Regions from separate parts of the Mus musculus genome. Here region 1 is linked to region 2. The links are chromatin contacts, called in public capture Hi-C maps. All regions are on one chromosome and are shown on one strand. The core of a region is the stretch at or near the end of the contact, and the rest is flanking DNA. Distances in the headings are between cores, read along the strand shown.

Region 1 (3,686 bases), core at 375-2,874, 1.5 Mb before region 2:
ATCTCCGTGGGAAGTTCTGGATTGGCTAGAAGCAGTATTTGCTGGGTATAGGGAAGGGCTGGACGCTGTACTGTTTCCAGACCGCCGCCCAGCTTTTTGGCCAATTGTGCATTTGAACCTTCTCTACGGGAAACATTGTGGTCTGAGCCTTGAGGTTTTGGTTTTGCCATTCCATTGTCGAGTAGGGAGGTAAAGGGATCTTGAAGCCATGGCATTTGTCATCTGGGGACTCAGAGCTGTTCTAGAGAGGAAGCCGAGCTGGGCAGAGCTGCACAACCTTGAACACAGGTGCATAGATCCTTCCACTTCAGAGCCACCCAATGGTGCTTGCTTCCCCCACCCGTTCACAGACGTCTTTGGCCTGAGTGTTTAGGAAACGAAAATTCTGAGTCTTGTGTCACAGGAAGGTCCAGCCTTACACCTCATCATGGTAATACAACCCCCCCCCCCCCCGCCCCCCTGACTTCTCTTTGGATAACCCGAGGCTGAAAAAGATAGGCATCTGATCTAGCTTGGGTAGAGTAGGCCTGGGGAAGGGAGTGAAGCAGGTTCATGCCTTGGGGCTAGGGCAGTGGCCAAGTCACCTGTCTCCGAACGAACACTTAGCGGTGACTACTCAGACCGTGGGGGAAGTTGGCTCCAGCTCGCTCTCTCCAGGGTGAGTCTCTTGGGAGGCCGCTGGGTCAGTGCCCCTGAGTAGTCAAAAGTGGAGACCGGATCAACCTTGGCCTCAAAGCCCCCACTGCTGCAGAGGAATGCAGTCTCTGGCAGGGAAATGTTTTTCACTGCCCTTGGAACCTGTGTTGTTCATGTCCAAGAGTCCAAAGAAAGGGCTGATTTCCTGAGGCTGGGGTCAGCCCCTGGTACATGCAGGCCCTTGCTTTCTTCGAAGGACCAGCTGGCCTTCTCTGTCTCCTTTGCCGTTCATATTTTCCTCTGGGCCATTGCTGTATGCTCTTTGTGTCAGGACAAGGAAGAGGGCAGGTTGGAAAGGCACAATTGGATGCATCTAGTAGTGTATACAAGTCCCTTTTAAGATTCTGGCTCTGGTCCTGCTGTGTTCTCACGGTGCCAGCCACAGGTGACCGAGTTTCAGCAGCGGAGTCCTGTTTCTCTCGGGCAGTGAGTTCCTACCCAGCCCTGCCTCCAGAGCAAGGTTGGGTGGCTAGAGACCTAGGCTGTTCTTTCCCTGGAAGATGCTGCCTCTTCCCGTCTTTGCTTTTTACTGCCCTGCCTTTGTTCGTGCTATGAAATGACCACACCCTATGTACTTGGCTGTAAATAAAGACAAATAAAAACAATGAATTCAACTCTTCACTCCTTTGTGGGTGCCTGGTTAGCAGCAGTCTCCGAAGCCTGCTGTGAGAATTGGGCGGAGGGAGGGCTGGGCCTTGCATTTCTGGAGGAAGCAGGGGTGCTTAGCCTGCCTCCTGTCCTGGTCTTGGGATGTGTGTGGGACAGACTCCCAGGGCTCTCCCAGGGTTAGTTACCTTGCACTCCCTATCACATGGTTTCTGGGAGGCTGAGGTTCTAGGAACGCTGACACTGTTCTCACTGATGTCCTTTGTGTAGCCTCTGCCGCCTTCCAGACCTACCCACTTCTCTCTGTTGAAAAGGAGAACTAAACCTAGGTGGAGTGAGCTAGGGGTGGGGTCGGGGGAGGGAAGGTAGCGGGGTGGGGCATGTGTAAGGAAGCTTACATTAATGACAACTCACTATGATGTGAATGAAGGTATATGTGTGTACTTTTAAAACATACATGTGCATGTATGTATGTATGTGTACTATATATGTGCATGCAACGCACAAAGTGTTGGAGTGAGGCACCATGTGGGTGCTGGGACCCAAACCTGGATCCTCTGAAAGAGCAGTAAGTGCTCTGAACTACTGAGGCATCGCTCCAGCCTTTCTATTCTTGCTTGATTATTTATTGATTGATTGATTGGTTCTTTGAGGTAAGAGTCTTGCTATATAGCCCTGTGCCATGTTGACCAGAATGGCCTCTGAACTCAGAGAGATCCACCTGCCTCAGCCTCCCAAGTGCTGGGATTAAAGGCACACACAATCACATCCAGCTTATTCCTGTTTTTAAAAGACCTACATCCAGGGCCTTTCACACAACTGGCTTTTGCTCTTTGTCGTTCCTGACAGTTCCCATGTCTTAGCTTCCCTTCATCTCTACTTCTCATCCTGTCTTTCCAGATGCTTGCTTTTTGCTAACCCTGGAACTAGGCAGGCCTCTGGATAGGAGCCTCAGCAGTGTCCCCTCTTTCCCTAGGGTGGTTTTGCTGGTGAGGCAGGGCAGTGATGCTGCTCTTAATTCTTTCTATGTGTATGGCTGTTTTGCCTTCATGGTATATCGGTACCGCTTGTTTGCATGGTATCCTCAGGCCAAAAGAGGGCATCAGATGCCATGGAATTGAAGTCACAGGTAGTTGTGAGTCTCCCAGTTTTAGCTCCAGATTAACATTGCTTTAATGAAGCCATCAATGGGCTGGCTTGCAGACAATGGCTTCAATACAAGGAGTAGAGAGAGGGTCTTGGAACATGGCATTGTAGGCTTCAAGAGACTAGGGTAGGTGGATTCCTTCACGATATGCTGGGGGTGTTTAGGTGCTTTAAGGCGGATCTAAAGTTTAAGTTAATGGCACATACCTGTGACCCCAATATTAAGCTGAGGCAAGATGACAAATTTGAAGTCATCTTGGGTCACATACAAAGACCCTATCTCAGAAAAATCCCTCCCAATCGCCCCTTCGCCACCACAAAGAGAACAATTTAAGAGGTCATTTTCTCGACTGGGGATGTTTCTTGGTACCAAAGCACCTGCCTAGCATAAGCAAGAGGTCCAGGCTCAATCCCCAACATTGCAAAACCGAAACTATGAGCTAGCTGTTACCCTAGTCTTGCGTGTATACTTACATACATATTTCAATAAACCATGAGCTAAAATAACATGGGAACCCATTAGAGACAGGACTAAGCCCTGGTATATACATCTTAGGAACATAAAACTACCCTCTATGTAAACACCACATCTACCCTGGGCCCTGACTTGTACTGTTTGGATTCAGTGGCTCCAAGGACTTGTGTGTTGAGTTCTGACTGTCCTGGCTGGGGCAAGCCAGCACCTGGTGACAGCTCCCCTGCCTGGACGGGATGCTCATCACACGTGTGCATTTCAGAGGAGCCCTCCCAGTGCCATCTGCTTCCTCTGAAGTAAACGGCCTCCATTGTAAAATCACACTAGATTTTTCCTGTGTTTGTTATGTGTTCACTCATACTTAAACAGACAGACAGACAGACAGACAGACAGACAGACAAACACCCCTCCAAAAAGCAAACCAAACCTGTGAAGGATGCTAAGAAATGTGCTGGTTCTCCGGGATCACTGGAAAACTGAATTCAGCTGCTGCAAAGGTCTAACCTAAATGACAGGAAGTCTGGTGTGTGTCTGCCATCTAGTGGTGGGGATTCAGACGGCAGCAGGAGTGGGTGGCTTCAGTTCCTGGACAGCCATTTGACTGGCTATTGATATTTAAGAGATGTATACTCAGGTGCTATTAAAAGTATTAACTACTAATATGACTTTAAAAAAATATTTAAGCCTCCACTAGAGCACATAGAAACTAACTCCCTTAATTTCTCCATGGCAACAATTGTGAGTGGATTGGGATGGGGGGAGG
Region 2 (3,577 bases), core at 539-3,038:
CGGACAACTCTCTGTTAACACAAGCAAACAAGATTAAAACAAGAGGTGGCAGAGTAAGCTGACAGCTGGAGACGTCCCAAGCAGGGCCAACCCTTCAAGTGTGCATGAGCCTCCGAAGACACTTCTCTGGTGTGACTCAGTCCACCATATCCTGCTTCACCTAGAGAGGGAAAGAGAGACCGTTATCTCATGAGCTGGACTGGCCAGACTTAAAGGGTCATTCATTCTCCGAGAAGACGAGAGAAACACAGCCCCGAAACGTTTACTATTTTAAGTTAATTCCCAGCTGGGATTACCATTCAACCAGGAAATCTACACCCAGGTAAGGGTTCAAGTGAGAGACTGGGGACCTTTTTCCGTGTCTGTCTTGGTAGGATTCGTGTGAGTGATACAGTGAGCCCTGGACCAGGCCTGCTGCTGTCCAGGCTCCATGGTGATAGGAAGTAACGCCTACTCTGATCATGGCTGCATCCAGGAAGTCAACAAACACACCAAGAGGATGCTCACACTTTCACTCCACGTGCAAAAGCGCACACGGGCTGGGTCCGGCAACCCAGTGAATTAACACAAAGCACTTAATTAGGTCTCACGGCAGCCCTGACTGAGCGGTCCCCGTGTGGATGCTTTCTTGGGATCATTTCAGTGTCCTGGCCATTAGCTACAGAAGGCACTGTGCTAATTAGAGAAACAGTATCTTCTGTGGTCCATGTGGGCAAGCCTGGCAAGGTGACCTGGGGAAAGCCTAGGATACCACAAAGACCCCATTGGTGGTTCCCGACAATGTGCAGACCCCAGTCTTCATAGACTCTGAAGTGGCAATGAGTGGCCAGAGGTACTTGGGGACAGGAGCCTCCTTCCCTGGTACTCTGCCACTGTGGTGGGATGCCTTGCCCTGGTCTTTCATCCTCCCCACCCCGCACTCCCACCTCCTGCACTCTCCCCCTGCACTCCCCCCACCCCCAATCAGAGCAAAGGCTCTCTGCCTTATCTTTGAGCTGCAGAAAAGCACTTACCCGGCTACATAACAGAACGGGAGCCTCTATTTTACACACTCAGAGCAAAGACTTATGGGAAATCATAATTTTATTTTGTTATTAAAGTAAGCACTGCCCAGGGCGTGTTATTTACACAGAGATAACTGCTCTTCGGAGATTGTGATGTCCTGGGAAGGTAAACTCTGACCTCACAGAACAGCCCATCATTCTTACTGCCACTCTCCTCCATAACGCGCTTGCTGGTAATAATCTGACAATCGCTACCTCCTAAATCCTATCAAGGAGGAGGCTCGGTCAGCCCCGGGAGGGTCAGCAGCCTGCGCCTCTCCTCCCACGCACACGGCCACAAAATCAATACTGGGACAACTGGATTCTTTAGACAATTTGAAAGTCTGTGTTTCCATCAGCTGGCTATATGCAACTGCCCCCAAAACACCTACCATGGGCCATGCACCACCCTCGACCCTGCTCGGAATACAGAAATACCAACAACCCCGAGTTTGCTGTTAAAATGTACATTTACGGCAGGGAGCGGGGTGGTGGTGGTTAGGGGGTTACATAGCTTAATATGAGCTGTTCTCTAATAGCATGAAAACAAAGAACACATAAGCACTAAGAATTTAAGGTCCGGGACTGAAGATTCCTTGGTCCCACAAAGAAATAACCTTTTCCCAAGGTTGGGCGTTTGGACAAAAGCCGCCATTCCCTTGGGACTTGAAGAAAGTTCCTGCTTGCTTTCTCCTTATCTCTGGCAAAAGGAACAAGTGTGTCTCCATTAGCATACGCTGGGGCACCTAAGAACTTGTCAAGGTCGGTGCTAGCCTCTGGGCACCCTCAGTCCTGGCTCACAGATCCCACCCAGCTCTCGAGTCTTCCCCCACCCCCACCCCCACTCCACCCCCACCCCACCCCCACCCCCGTTCTCTTGTTCTCGTCTAACCCTGGAAATCCTTCCCTGCTTTCCCAGGCGACAGCCTTGGCTGTTTATTGGAATACAGTTTTCTCTTTTCACCCACAGATCGGCTACTTTGGTTTCTTTACTGCGCCCATACTCATTCCGTCTTGACTTATAAGTCCTACTATCCTCCCCCATCTCTCCACAGAGTTGTCAGTCATTGCAAACAGGAAGTGAACTAAAAGATGAACCTGGCGTCCAGCACGGGGTTAGGGGTCAGAAGAGGGCTCAGGGCTAGGACGCCCAGCGTTTGAATCCCAGCACTGCCACCTGCTGGCTGAAAGGCGTTATGCAAGCGCCCCCTTTCCCAGGCCGGCCCTTGTTTTACAGCCTAGCAATCAGCGCTCGCTTCACAGGGGTGTGGTGAGAATTTCAGCTACGAACAGGAAGCGATTAGGATAGCACAGACCAGCAAAACACGCTCAACAGACTCTAGCTGCTGTAGCACCTCTTGGGCTTGTAGATAGATGTCCTATATTGCAAAATCCAGTGTCACTTAGGGAACACTCTAGTCCCTCCCATTCTGTCCTCTGACCCTTGACCTCATTTGACCTCACTCCACATCTGACCACTCCCTTCTTCCCGGCCCAGGCCATCTTTAGATACTGTTCTTTTCTACTTCCAGACTAGATGTACTGGGGACCAAACCCAGGCCCTTGGGCTGAGCTATGTCTCCAGCCCTTAGTAATTTTATTATTGTTTTGCAATGCTGAGATTCACACCCAAACCCCAGGGCCCAACTGCTAAACTTGAACTTAAACCTCCCGTACTCTTTTCCTTTCTCTCCAGTAGCCCCTTTGGAATCAACTCCATTACCTCTGCAGGCCACAGATCCCTTCCAATTGTGTTATAGTTGTGGGTGTAGAAAATGTCATAAAATATAGACCCTAGGCTTCACTACGCTGAGAGCTACAGGCCCGTTACTAGGTCCCCCTTGTTGGGCTTGTTTTTGTTTCAAACACAGTTTCATGTAACTTGAGCTGATTTTCAGCCTTCCAGGCTGGCCTTGAATTGCTAATCCTCTTGCCCTTGTCTCCCAAGGTCTAGGGTTACAGGTGAGTTTACTAATTCTGCATCTGACACTGATGAGAGGGATTAAAGGTGTGTGTTCCTATGCCTAGTGTCTTTGTAATCCCATGTGTTTTGTAATTTTGAGAGGTGGTCCTAGCAGGCTCAGCCTTGGGGGTGCTGGGAAGAGCTACAGTCCGGCAATGGTGGAAAATGTATAATTACTTACTGCAGCGTGACGTTAAAATATTCTTCAGGTGTCACTACTTTAGGTCCACCAAAGTAGTCCAAGACCCAGATACGGCTTATTTTTAATTTAGCAAAGAACCAGTTATGGCTGGAAGGCCAGTGCTTCATCTCAGGGTGTCGAACAAACAGCGAATCCCTTGCATAGTCCTCTTCTGTCTTGTTCACCTGAAGGACAAACAGGAGATAAACAGGCCGTTCTAAGGACACTTTTATCTTACTAAGAAGGGGTGGTTCTCACACCACAAACTGCCTGGCACCTCGTTCCGTTGCAAATTCTGATCTTAAGAGTCAAGAGCGTACAGGAAGCCTAAAGAAAACAGAGAAACGTGCCCTTTCAAACTTGTAATGACACACACAAATAAAGCAGGAA

The links. Capture Hi-C pulls out chosen DNA fragments and counts their contacts.
Region 1: a contact with region 2 is called in a capture Hi-C map of embryonic stem cells, with 3 times the contacts expected there. The contact joins two enhancer-like sites. A contact is called at or near these places in 1 of 39 promoter capture datasets (embryonic stem cells), 2 of 484 Hi-C or Micro-C datasets (B cells and the N1E-115 cell line), 2 of 115 datasets of contacts at active chromatin or transcription factors (bone marrow-derived dendritic cells and bone marrow-derived macrophages) and 1 of 9 other capture datasets (embryonic stem cells).

The regions. Positions count from the first base shown.
Region 1 is chr1:167,220,514-167,224,199 of GRCm38.p6, reverse strand. It overlaps a transcript of Uck2 not described here. Among named protein-coding and RNA genes, the nearest start is that of Gm46170, 45 kb to the left of the region's middle. Within about 2 kb of position 1,624, at least 46 of the 459 cell types and tissues checked have an H3K27ac peak or open chromatin away from gene starts, as enhancers often do. A contact at or near this core is called in embryonic stem cells, where this site is marked.
Region 2 is chr1:165,770,427-165,774,003 of GRCm38.p6, reverse strand. Creg1 (cellular repressor of E1A-stimulated genes 1) reads right to left here. Exons shown (of 4, transcript NM_011804.3): 3 at 3,188-3,372; 4 at 1-160. The coding sequence ends at 157. Among named protein-coding and RNA genes, the nearest start is that of Creg1, 8.5 kb to the right of the region's middle. Within about 2 kb of position 1,788, at least 103 of the 459 cell types and tissues checked have an H3K27ac peak or open chromatin away from gene starts, as enhancers often do. A contact at or near this core is called in embryonic stem cells, where this site is marked.